2 separate regions of the Sus scrofa genome follow, and region 2 is linked to region 1. The links are chromatin contacts, called in public Hi-C maps. All regions are on one chromosome and are shown on one strand. The core of a region is the stretch at or near the end of the contact, and the rest is flanking DNA. Distances in the headings are between cores, read along the strand shown.

Region 1 (6,615 bases), core at 1,998-4,497:
GATGGTGGGAGGAGAGAAGTGCCAGAAGTAATAACTGGATACCTGTAGACAAATTACCGCTTAAACCACACAACTCAGACTGGGATTTGAACCCATGGGCTGAGACTTGAACTCAGCCAAAACTCAGATAGGGTCTTTTAATTAGTCTCAGGACTTGCTGAAATTCAGGTACTTTATGTTTCAAAACAGAAGGAATTCAGTGAGAGGTAAAGTGATAGGTAAGAAGTAAATTTATTGAGAGATAAGGGCATGTTCCATCTCAGAAAGCAAGAGAGCAACCTTGGAAGAAATACACTCTGTAGACAGTGTGGACCCTCTCCAAAGGTGAGAGTGACCTGGAAGATACACATTCCATAGACTGCATGCAGTCTATCTCAAAAGGTGAGAAAACAACCCTGAAATATGGAGGTGATGAGTTTTTATGGGCTGGGTAATTTCATAGGCTAAGGAGTGAGAGGATTATTCTAGCTATTTGGGAAAAGGGTAGGGGGTCTCCAGGAATCGGGCTGCTGCCCACTTTTTGCCCTTTTATGGTGGGCCTCAGAATGGTCATGGAACCTGTGGGCATGTGACTTAACATGCTAATGCATTACAATGAGTGTATGATGAGGCTCAAGAATGGTAGGAAGTAGAGCCTTCCGCCATCTTGGACCTCATTGGTTCTAATCAGTTTTTGTCATATCCTCAACAGCTGTCATTCTTTTTAAGGTTATCCCTGTCCCTTTTCCTCCTGATTCAACATGACTTCACTAGATTTATCAAAAATAAGGAGTTGTGAGTGGCAAATGTTTAAGCAAATATGTAATAAATTAGCATTTTATACATACCTAAGTTACGTGGAGTAAAATTTAAATAGGAAAATCACATTTAATGGGAGTTCTGTTTCTGCCAGACTTGTCTCAGAAAGGTCACTAATCATGGTATGGAAAGTATTAAATATTCATTTAATCTCTAAGAATTCATGTGAATCTTGAATATTTTGAATATAGTATTGTTTCAGTGGCCATAGTCATTTAATTTCATTTAATAAATTGTAGAGTTCCTGTCATGGTTCAGTTCAGTGGTAAGGAACCTGACTAGTATCCGTGAGGACACAGGTTTGATCCCTGGCCTGGCTCAGTGGGTTAAGGATCTGGCATTGTTCTGTCTCTGGTGCAGGCTGGCAGCTATGGCTCCAATTCAACTCCTAGCCTGGGAATGTCCATGTGCCATGGGTGCAGCCCAAAAAAGCCATTATTCTCTTTTCCAAAGTGCTGGGCAAATCTCAAAGAACTCTAACAGTCTCCTCACAATTTGGTAAAATATATACTTTTTTTATGGTTATTTAGGGGATAGACAACAAACATAAATTTCAATGGATAAAATGCTTCATCAAGATTAAAATTAAAACAACTTTTGGTTTCTTCTAAGAATGAAATAAACAAGAAATTTTACAAATATAAAATAATGAATGTACAGATCAATTAGATGCTGAAAGCACCATGTAATCAGAGGAAAGGTTAACTATTGAGAGAGAGTCAGGTCACAGGAACTACTTGGCAGTACAAAACAGTGAATGAACATTTTGGTGGATTGTGTCATGAGGCTGTATCAAAACAGAAATGTCAAAGTTCTCACTTAAGAGGTTGCTGTAGGAATGCGGAGTGCACAGCCTGGCCTATCCAAGGCAGGCCCATTGTTCACTTCTGGTTCTCCTTAAACAACCAAGTATCATGGGGGAAAAAACTGTAACTGCAATGTATACATCTAAGGATGACCTGACCCCCTTGCTGTACAGTGGGAAAATAATAATAAAAAAAAAAAGATTAAATATCAGACCCAAGAAAAAAAAAAAAAAAAAAAACAACCAAGTATCAGGTGAATAAATAAACCTTGAGACAGATTGCATGTATTTGAGAAGAGGCCATTCTGCTTTGTGGCAAAAGGCATCAAAATGCCTGGCAACATATATCAGTAACTTTTCAAGCATTTTTTTTTTTCCCCAGAGTGATGTGAATACAATCTCTCAAATTAACATGTTCATCTGTCAGCTGTTTCCAGTGAACATGGTTACCATGTCAGTGCGACTGGAGGAGAGAGGAGTGAGCAAGTGGGAAGTATAAAGCATTTGCATTTTATAAATACTTGAGTTTGAAAAGTACTGAATGCCAGCCACTTGTGACAGCCTCGACACCTCACATTTCATCCTATCCCCCACATTACCCCAATTTTCATTACCCATGAAAGGAGAAAAAGGACTAAAACCAATGAGTATTAGCAAAACAGACTCTTCCACTCTAAATGGCCTAAGCCTTATCATTTGAAACATCTTAAAACCAGGCTCCACGAAGTGCAAAATAATTCATGGCATGGAACAAACCTGTCTTAATAGAGGGTGAATAAGAGGATCAAATAGTGAGCTCTCTTCTCCTTCCTGATCCTGCGATTAGGATCCCTAAAGCTGTTCTGTTGTAATATTGAATTAGTACTTTCAGGTAAGAAAAAGGTTGGGTTAGAGTGTTTCTTTATGATAAATTACTTTGGGGCCTTTACTCCATGAGGAAGATTAATTATTTTTTCCATAAAAAATTCTCTCCACCATTCCAGCTCCAGGGGGAGAACTTAAAAAAGGAAGGAGACTTTGCGGAGAGCACATAGAAGTTTCCCCAGATATAGGTAATGAATATGCAGAGCTGAGCAAAGAACATTCTTTTCCCTTGGGGTTAAAAAGCAGATTTTCTCTTTTCTCAAATGACAACTAATTCTTCCCCGGTGTTAAAATCCTTTAATGTGTTAACTCACCATTATACCCTCTCCTTCGAAGACATACATACATAGTTCTACAGATAGATATTTTTTCTCATTCTTTAAGGCATTCAGGTGATAGTAGCAAGGGAGATGGCATTGAGGAAAGGCCTGGGGGGAGGGGCCTAGGTGTTACTTTTGTGGAAGGAAAATAAAAAAGGAGTCAGTATTGTTAAGAGACCTTTCTCAAATGGAGTCGGGAGACCCCTGAGGAAGTGTGACTTAAGCATGTCTCAGCCTGGATGGAATCTGACCTTTTGACCACTTATTGTCCTAAGGAAGGCATCCAGAAGATCTGCCAGAAACTCAAGATACTTATTGGACCCTCATCCTAAAATAACTCAAGATAGCTTATCTTCTCATTGGATCCCTACCCCCAAAATAACTCGTGACTCCTTAAGGACAAATATTTCCTGACTGTGTCAGAGTCAATCACAGTTCTCATGGGGCAACTCTAATAACCTTGTGGCTTTTTGCCTTTCTCAGCCTCTGACTCTTCCTCTTCCCCGAACACTGTTTCACTTTTACTGGAATCTGTGTCTCCCGAATTGCATTTCTTAAGAGCACAAATAAAGCTCTTTGTCCTTTACAGCCTCAGTAATGATTATTGTTTGACACCATTTATTGGCTGGTGGATTAAAGGAAGTGAGCCTGCTTGGTCTCAGTTTCTACATGAAACTGGAGATCTACTAAAAAAGGAGATTCACTTCAGAGGTCATATTGTGAGGAATAAATGAGACAACATATGTAGGAGAGGTTAGTAAGTTATAACACAATTATCAACTATTGTAGAGTAGGAATCCAAATAATGGTATGGATTTAGAACTCCTTTTATATGGTCAGAGTTAGAAACAGTTTACAAAAATAAGTCCTTGAATTGTTTGGATGCCATGTTAAAAAAAAATCTAAAAGTGATTAAATGCAATTTCAAATATTGTAAAACCCTCCTTAAGTATCTGTTCAATTAGAATAAAAGTTAAAAGAATTTAAGGGAAAAAAAAGGCTAAACTTTTAAGTAGTGACTAAATAGCCTCAAGACTTCAGACCCAATTATTTTAATTAAAAGCAAAATTTATTCCTAACATTTCTCCACACCATCCATCCCTCATCAATCAGATATTGTCAGCAGATCCTGTGCCACATACTATGTTTAGAAAAGAGTACAGGAGAAAGTACATTGGGTTGGCAGCAAAATTACTTCAGTTTGAATTGTGACCCCTTTTGCTTCTCTGCACCCTGGCTTACCCACCCACCTTCTCTATTCATCCAATCTCTTTATTGATCCAATTCTACTCAATCTTCAAATATCACCTCCAGTTCTTTCTCCTCCAATGAAATAATCAGTGGTAACTCCAGCCCTTAGCAGTCTCATTATACTTCAAAAACCTCTCATTTTGTACTTATTATGTGCTCCTCTGGGTGATTAACTACAATTTATTGTATACCTGAATTTCATCCATCCATCCATCCATCCATCCATCCATCCATCCGTCCATCCATGCATCCATCCTTTCCACAAATACAGATTAAGCACAATTATGTGCCAGGAAATGAACTAGATGATAGGTGTGCCGTGTCGTCATAGCACCTACCCTTGTGGTTCTTAAATTCTCATTCATAGTCTCCTAATTTAGAACATTGCTGTAGGGAGGGACTGTGTCATCATGGAATCATGGAATTTAGAACTGAGATATATAAGAAATGTAGACAGTTGGCCTTCTGTATTGTAGGTTCTGCTTTGGTGGATTTAATCAACTATGGATCAGAACTAATTTTAAAAAGAAACTAGTCTAAAGAGCTTCAAAAACAAACAAGAATTTGGCAATCATGGGCAACTATTTTCATAGCATTCACACTGTATTGGGTATTGTATAAGTAATTTAGCAATGATTTAATATAGGGGAGGGTGTTCCTAGGTTATATGCAAATACTGCTCCATTTGTATAATAGACTTGAATCCACAGATTTTTGGTAGCCTCATGGGGTTTTTGAACCAATCTCCCTGCGGATAATGAGGGAAAACACTGTCTATTCATCTATAACTGCCCAGTTTCTATTTCAAGCCTTTTACTGCCAGGATGACAAAAACTAAATGTCAGTGAATTCAGAATTGAGAAATTTCTCCTTCTCCAGAGAAGAAACCCAGGGTGATATCAGATCTCTAGAGAGTTTAACTTGAGCCAAGGCTCAGAGGTAGGGTTGGAGAGGGTGTGCTGCTGCTCCCTACCGTGATCTGACCACACAGGTATCTGCTGAAATGACCTTTGTTCCATTAGCAGCTTGGTCCATGGTCCACCTTCTGGCCCAGAAATGTCCTTTGTCTTTACCCATGTGAGTCCAGGCAGCTCTCTTTTCTGCTTCTGTGCCACTTCTGGGTACAGAACGTTCATTCTGTTTCTCCTGGAGAGACTGGAGGCTGACAGGCTGCTTAAGACGCTATTTGTCTAGACATACCACCAGGTGGCCATTTCTGCTCTGGGTTCTGCATCCTTCCTGGAGATCTATTTGGAATTATGCATAATCTCTCTCTCTCTCATCACTGTTATTAAAGTGCAACTGACAAACTATAAATTACATATGTTTAAAGTGTACAATTTGATATTTTCTGCTGTAGGTGTATACCTACAAAACCATAGCCACAATCCAGACAATAAACACATCCATCATTTCCAAAATTCCTTAAGTCCCTTTGTAGTCCCTCAGTTTGTCCTCTCCTCTCTGTCCTCTTGGACCTCAAAAGCCTTTATTAGGACCTCCCGAGAAAGCAGGTGTGGTGCCCTTTCTCTGGAAATCACCATTGCTAACTCTCCTTGTTTGCCCTCTGATTCTATTCCCTTGCTCAAGACCAGGAAACCTTTCCCCTAGCTGCAGAGGACATGAGACGAGAAGGAAGCCTTGCCCTTATTCATCATATTTTTTCTCAACTCTGTGATGGGCTGGGAGGGCCTCAGTTATAGAAACACAGAAGCCAGGGAAGGATTTTTTTTTCTGCTTTTAGATCATTTCTCTGAGGCAGTGATACACAGGTTGCAGCTGCTTTTATGGCTGATTGAAGGGTGGCTCAGAAGGGAGGAGTAAGCGTTTGGGGAGAGGGGATAGCAGCTAATTTTCCTGACATATATCCATAAAGCATATTCTTTTTTATTCCACTTACATGAAACCGTACATAGTAGGTAAGCAAAAAATGCTTGATAAGTGATTGATCCCAATGACCTGAATATCCATAGAAGCTGTAAAGGTGGTAGTATGCCCAATGAAGTGAGAGGAATAAACTTGAGCAAAGAGGTAAATGGCTTTTTACTTTTATTTTTTTGTCTTTCTGCCATGTCTTGGGCTGCTCTTGCGGCATATGGAGGTTCCCAGGCTAGGGGTTGAATCGGAGCTGTAGCCACCGTCCTATGCCAGAGCCACAGCAGTGCGGGATCTGAGCCGCGTCTGCGACCCACACCACAGCTCACGGCAATGCCAGATCCCTAACCTGCTGAGCAAGGCCAGGGATCAAACCCGCAACTTCATGGTTCCTAGTCGGATTCGTTAACCACTGAGTCACGATGGGAACTTCAAGATTTTTTAAAATGTATAACATAGTGGGTATGAATTTTTTAAAAAACTGATCTGTTTCATCTTTCTTTATGAGGATGATCAATTATGAGAAAACAATTGGGTTGGATAGGATGAACTCAGATATTCCTTCTCTGTAAGGATCCTATCATCCTAAGTATAACTGGGAAGTTGAAATATATGATCCCCCAAATTCCTAATTTATTTTATTTTATTGTTGTATGGACTGGATGAAGCTTATGTGCATTTTAATGTTGGCTGTAAGAAAAT
Region 2 (6,615 bases), core at 2,410-4,909, 340 kb before region 1:
GGAAGGAAGGAAGGAAGGAAGGAAAGAAGAAAGAAAGAAAGAAAGAAAGAAAGAAAGAAAGAAAGAAAGAAAGAAAGAAAGAAAGAAAGAAAGAAAGAAAGGAAAAACTTGCGCAAGCGTACATAGCCAGAAGAAGCTTAGCACGGAAATTCATAACCTGGAGCTGTAACTTCAAATCCTAGGCCTCCAGAGGACTTCTGAAAACAGTTGACATGGAGGTGAATTAAAAAAAGGAGGTGTAGAAATTTCATTTCTGGATACACACTCAAAAGTATTGAAAACAGGGTCTTAAAGAGATATATGTACACCTGTATTTATAGCAGCATTATTCACAATGGCTAAAAGGTGAAAGGAAGCCACCCAAATATCCATTGATGACTGAATGGATTTAAAAAAATGTACAATAAATATATAGTGGGATATTATTCAGCCTTAAAAATTAAGGAAATTCTGGATTTCCCTGGTGGCTCAGCAGGTTAAGGATCCAGTGTTGTCACTGCTGTGGCATGGGTTCAGTCCTGGCATGGGAACTTCTGCCTGCTGCAGATGGGGCCAAAAAAGAAAAAAAAAAAAGGGGGAATTCTGACACATGAACCCAGGGGATATTTTGCTAACAGAAATAAGCCAGTTACAGAAAGATAGATACTGTATGATCCCAGTTATATAAGGTATCTAGAGGTATCAAATCCTTAGAGACAGAAGGTAGAGTGTGGTTGCCAGTGGCTGAGGGGAGGGGTATGCGAGGAATTGTTTAATGGGTACAGAGTTCAGTTTTACAAGATGGATAGAGTTCTAGAGATTGGTTTTACAACAACCTAAATGTACTGCACACTACTAAACTACACACTTAAAAATGATTATATGATAAATTTTATGTGCATTTTACCACAATTTAAAGAGAGGGGGAGATGTGGGGAGAGCTTGTTCTGATAACAAGATTGTTATGTTGGCCTCCCTATAAAGCAGCCAGATTGCAAGGGCTGGTCTCCTCACCCTAGAAAATACTGCTTCTGCCTGCCTGGAACTTGCACCCTATGGAAGCCTTCAAAGAAAAGAGGTCACCTGCCTTCCTCCAGGGGGCCCTGGAAGCCCACTCTCAGACAGGTGCTGACCTGGCCCTGGGCATCAGCACACACTGTTACTCCAAACTGATGCTGGAGGCAGCTTGTGCCAGTGCTGTCTGGTGTCTGCCCCCAAGACTTACACCTGTCTCCAAGACGCTGTAGGCTGGGTCTGCCCTAAGACTTACACACTGTGTTTCTCCAAAGACACGGGGAACACAGCCTCTGCTTGTTAGGAGAGCGATTTTCATTGCTCTGCTGCCTGATTTTGCTGGCTGGTGGTGAAAAAGGGAGGCGCTGGGGTCCCTTGCATGGGTCCCTTCACTTCCAGAGTCCCACTCCTTGGTAACAGAGCTGTGGCTCACGGGCTGAGATGGCCTCAGTTCGCTTCCTGGATGAGAGCTAAGGGCTGAGCTGCTGCCAGCTCCAAGAGGTGGGCTGTGACCTGCAGGGGGCGCTTTCTCGGTGCTCTAAATGGGTGATGCAAGCCTCTATTTAGTCTGTGCCTTCACTAGTCTTTGTTCCATTGACTTAGACATTTAATGTCTGATTCACTTGGCACTTACAAGCCTTTCTTCTGAGAGTTTCAGGGGTGCCGAGAGGCATCGCAGAGGGAGGAACATCATGATGTTAAGTGAATGTGTGGGTCCCTCTCCACCTGGCCCTCTGCATCCATTCTCCACACTTCTCTGCTGACCGTTAAGGATGAATGACATGTCCATGCTCCCCTTGCCCTCTGGCTTCCAGCTGGGTTCAGCCCCTGGGAGGAGAATCCACTCCTGGTAGGTGCTCTCTCTGCTCCCTCGTGCTGGCAGGGGGCTGAATTCCTCTACTAAGGACCCAGCTCCTGCTCAGGGCAGAGTTGGGCAGCTTTCCTGGCTCTGGCTCTCCTGGAGTTCCAGCAACAGCTTCCTCCTGTGTACTGACAGAAGGACACGTATCTGTCATGAGTTTGATGTCCTATATTCAAGAGAAAACAATCCATGGACTGGGGCGGGGCGGGGGAGTGAGGAGGATAAACTCAGAAGTAGTGGTGCACCCTTCCCGAGGGAATTTAAGCCTGAGCAAGGAGCAAGTTGTTTGGAGTATTAGAAGCGGCAACCTGGAGACAGGGCATGATTGGTCAGGGCTGCAGATCTGACCTTGTTTAGAAAGATCAAAGATGAGGTTTCCTGGTGGTTCAGCAGATTAAGGATTGGGCTTCATCGCTGATGCAGCTTGGATTCGATCCCCGGTGCCGGGGGAACTTCCTCATGCTGAAGAAAAGAAAAGAAAAATCAAGGAACGAGGAAATAAGTATAGAGCCTCGAGTTGGTTTAGCATTCTGCGGATTGGATGACCGGATGGACTGCTTTTTCTGATCAAGTGGAGCCTTTATTGGCACTTGAAAGTACAGGTTCATGTCCATAAACAGCTCTATCACTGATCCTTCAGTTACTCCTTTGGGTCCATCTGATTCCTGCTGAGACTGACTAATACAGTGCGTGCCCGGAGAAAAAAATATCGGGGAGAACCAAGGGGCTGGGAAAGGACAGGCAATACAAAAATTACAAATCACAAGGTGATTGATATACTTTGGCTCTCTGACCCACTGACTGGAATGTTTAGCAGGAAAGGCCCAACAGTTGTATTGACTAGCTCCTGTGGCTTTTTATTTTTAACAGTCTGCAAGTCTGGTCAAAAAGACATCACGCTGTGTATTCATGACCATGATTCTGGTCCACAGGTAAATGTGGACCAGCTATTAGGAGGAGTTACACATTGGAGATTTTGTCCAAAATGATGATATTAAGAACAATGATAGCAGGAGTAAGAGTGATGGCTAACATGTACTGTTTATAATATTGCTGGGCATCGTGCTAAATCTTTTCTGTATCATCTTCTTGCATCCCCACAACAGCTCCATGAAGCAAACACCCTAATTTACAATGAGGAAATCCAACTTGGAGAGGCCAAAAATTTGCTTAGGTACTCTGCCACCCCAGTCCTGCATTTGCAGCACCCCTCCCCTTTCCAAATCACGGCCACTGCCTTCCCAGGAAATCAAATACAGTTTCTCACCAGGATAGGAGAAGGTCCCCAAACTCTCATTAGAGGTGCTGAGATACCCTGTGGAATAGTGCCAGCCTCTGTTTCATGTCTCTTGCCTCCCTCAGCTGCCCTCAAAATGGGTCCCCTACCACCACCACCATCACCATTACGTTACCATTACCACAACCACAGCCACCATCATTACCACCACTGTAGCCACTTCCTCCTCCTTCTCTGGAAGCTTAAATTCTTCCAAGAAACTTCCTCATCCAATCCTGACTAAGGCGGCATTACGATGACTCCCCGTGGGTCAATTTCCTCTTTGCTGCTGCCTGTCTACACGGTCAGGTCCAGCTGCTCGGTATCTTCTTGCCCCACCCCTGCTCTGCCCCCAGGGTCTTCTCAGCCCTGGCTTTCCCCTCCCCCAGCACCACCCTATTGCTGCCTGTGTCAGTTAGAGGACTAGCCAGCTCTGTTCTCGCCCAACACAATCCTGTGCGCATCAGTCCCTCTCCTTGCCAGGCTGGGCTCCCGCGGAATTTTGGAACAAATTGACAAGTGACCACATGATGGCGCTATAAAGCTGCCAATGCTCTTGCAGAGTCGGCAAAGTGAGAAGCTCCGGAGAGTCAGGATCTGGGTTTTTCCGTTTTTGTCAACGTCAGAAAACTGAAAACTAGTAATGGTAAACAACCTCCAGAAAAATCTTAATATTATTTTGCCAAGGACTATTCCTTGTCAATGGAGTTTCTGTTTGTCACTGGCCAAACATCATCTCTCCTTTCTCAGCACACATCCTCACCTCCCAAGGCTCTCTTTGCCCTCAGTACATGTACATTTCTGTCCTAAATAGTCTGCCAGTTGCTACGAACCCAAAAATACACACACAGAGATTTAGAAAGATTAAAATGTTTTACCTAAGCAGGAGTGAAATAATTTCTCCTTTTGTTTTGGTTCATGATTATGCTAAATAGCTAGAAGTCTTTTTTTCCTCCCTTTTCACACGCGTAGCTGGGCAAATATGCACAAATAAAAAACTGCCCACATCTAGAAAAATCCCTCAGCTGCCCTGGCTGATTAGTCATTACATATTTACATAGCACAGGCAAGGTTGCCCAAGTAATCACACAAACATTTGCTATGTTCCTGTACCTTCCCTGGGGTGATTCAAATTCTTAGGAACTGAGATTTGTTTTGTGCTCACTTTTAAAAACAGCATGGGCAAGATTTACTTGAACTTCTTATTTTTTATGTGGCCAATTGATATCCTAATGTCCTTTGAGGTCTGTGTCAAAGACAGCAAAACGCAGTGGGAGAAATACATCTTCAGGATCTAGGTTGGGGAGGGGAATGACCTGAATCCTGGCTCCATCCTTACTTTATTTGTGACATTGGCCAAAAGTTCTCAATGTCTTTGACCTTTAATCTGCGTCTCTGTGAACCGGGGTAAAGAGAAAATGACTTCCGAGGTTGTTTGGGGGGATTCAGTGAGATAAGGTACATATGCCTAGGTGTTCCATCATTAGTAGCTAGCACTCCTGCAAGTAGATAGGACGATCACAGAGCATAACCTATGGTCTGGTGACTGAAATGCTGGGAAAGTGCCTCATGCTCTTGGGAAACCCCATATGGTGATGAAGAGCATCGTTGTTTGAGTCAAACTGTTAGATTCAAACCCTCGTTCTGCCATTTTTGTGCAGTAGATGAATTTGGAAAAGGTAAACAAATCTTTTCAAGCCTCCATGTCCCAGTTTATCCTAGTGACCATTACGGCCCTTACGACACTGAACGAGGTAATACACGGACTGTAGGTTGAATTGTGTCCCCCCAGTAATGCCCAAGTCCTAATCCCCAGTACCTGAAAAGGTGACCCTTATTTAGTAATAGGGTCTTTGAAGATGGTCCAGTTAAGATGACATCGTTAGGAGGGCCTTAATCCGAGACAACTGGCATTCTCACAAAAAGAGGAAATTTGGACAAAGATGCTCACACAGGGAGAATGCCAAGTGCAGATAAAGGGAGAGATGGGGTGATGCATTATAAGCCAAGGATGCCACATGTGGCCAATACACCCCCAGGAGCCAGGAGAGTGGCACAGAACAGATTCTTCCTCACAGTCCTCAGAAGGAACCAACCCCATAGAGACCTTGATCTCAGAATTTTAGCTTCCACAGCTGTGAGGTGATACATTTTTGTTAAGCCACCCAATCTGTGGTACTTTGTTCTGAAAGCACTCCCCCCAAAAAAAAAAAACTAAGACAGTGTTGCTGCACTAAATATACAAAAGCAGATTCCAATCAAGCTGCTGTTTAGATTTTGAAAACATTTAAAAACCTTGAACAAAGCATAAAGAACGATTTTTATACAAGGCAAAGGTGAAAGCAGAAAACATCCCTGATTAAATTGTGAGGTATTCTGGCAGGTGTCAGGCCCGCGGCCAGCAGGAAACAGATCAGCAGCTCTGGGGGTGGTGGGGGCGGATAGGAAATCCCTGGCACGCTCTTCATGCATTTCCAGAGAATGGAAGTTCCTTTCATGAAAAGCACACAATTCCTAGCAGGGCTCCTCGGTGGCTGCTTTATTTTACACTTGTCCTGTGACAGCACAAAAGAAGTAGTTTTATCCTTTCATTTCTTGGTGTGACCTGTCTCTCTGATGACAACAACTACCCAGAAGTCTGGACCGATCTGGCCTGTGACTTGATTTTGGATCTTGGCATTTAAACGCCTCTAAAACCACCTACACAGCAGCGAGGCTTACCCAGTTTCTGACTCACGGAAGCTGTTCTACAATAAGCATGTGTTGGGAGAATAAGTGAACTGCAAAAATAAATATGTGTTTTAATAATACTTGATTCTTGAACTTGAACCTAATGAGCTTGAACTCAGTGAACTTAAAGATCATTAGGACAGTCTCATGGGAAATACGCTTTAAAGAGTTTCAGGTAGAAACTCTTCGGCAGTCTTTCTCTCTGGAGAAATAAAAAGGACAAGCATTCCCTTCCTGCCATCCAGGCGGTGTACAAACAATCCCTAGAAATGAACTGTCTGGAGTCTTTTATTTCATAATTAATCCAGTTTTGCTACTTAGTATAAATAGGATGATGTTCAAGCTGAATGAAAGAACAGGAAAGTTTAGGGAATACAATCCAAGGAGGAGTTTAACTCCCTCCACATCTGTTACTCTATGTTGCTTTAAATTAGATTTTAAAATTAATTTAATTTTTCATTCAAAGCCGCTCAGCTTTCCCTCATCCCTTTCTCTTATCATTCAGCAGCTGGTTGTGTCCCCTTGGAGACCAAATGCTACTTTCTCTATCACCTGATAACTCCTTTCTCATCTTTAAAAAAATTTTTTTTAATTTATTTTTTATTTTTTATTTTTTTTTAATTTTTTGTCTTTTCTAGTGCTGCACTCGTGGCATATGGAGATTCCCAGGCTAGGGGTCAAATCGGAGCTGTAGCTGCCGGCCTACGCCAGAGCCACAGCAACACCAGATCCGAACCACGTCTGCGACCTATAC

What was found. A called contact is a pair of places that touch in the nucleus more often than the background predicts.
Region 2: a Hi-C map of subcutaneous adipose tissue shows a contact between it and region 1, with 1.7 times the contacts expected there. The contact joins two enhancer-like sites. A contact is called at or near these places in 2 of 47 Hi-C or Micro-C datasets (embryonic fibroblasts and subcutaneous adipose tissue).

What each region holds. Positions count from the first base shown.
Region 1 is chr1:42,583,328-42,589,942 of Sscrofa11.1, reverse strand. No RefSeq gene overlaps it. Among named protein-coding and RNA genes, the nearest start is that of MAN1A1, 140 kb to the left of the region's middle. Within about 2 kb of position 3,247, at least 4 of the 83 cell types and tissues checked have an H3K27ac peak or open chromatin away from gene starts, as enhancers often do. A contact at or near this core is called in subcutaneous adipose tissue, where this site is marked.
Region 2 is chr1:42,920,750-42,927,364 of Sscrofa11.1, reverse strand. No RefSeq gene overlaps it. Among named protein-coding and RNA genes, the nearest start is that of FAM184A, 80 kb to the left of the region's middle. Within about 2 kb of position 3,659, at least 21 of the 83 cell types and tissues checked have an H3K27ac peak or open chromatin away from gene starts, as enhancers often do. A contact at or near this core is called in subcutaneous adipose tissue, where this site is marked.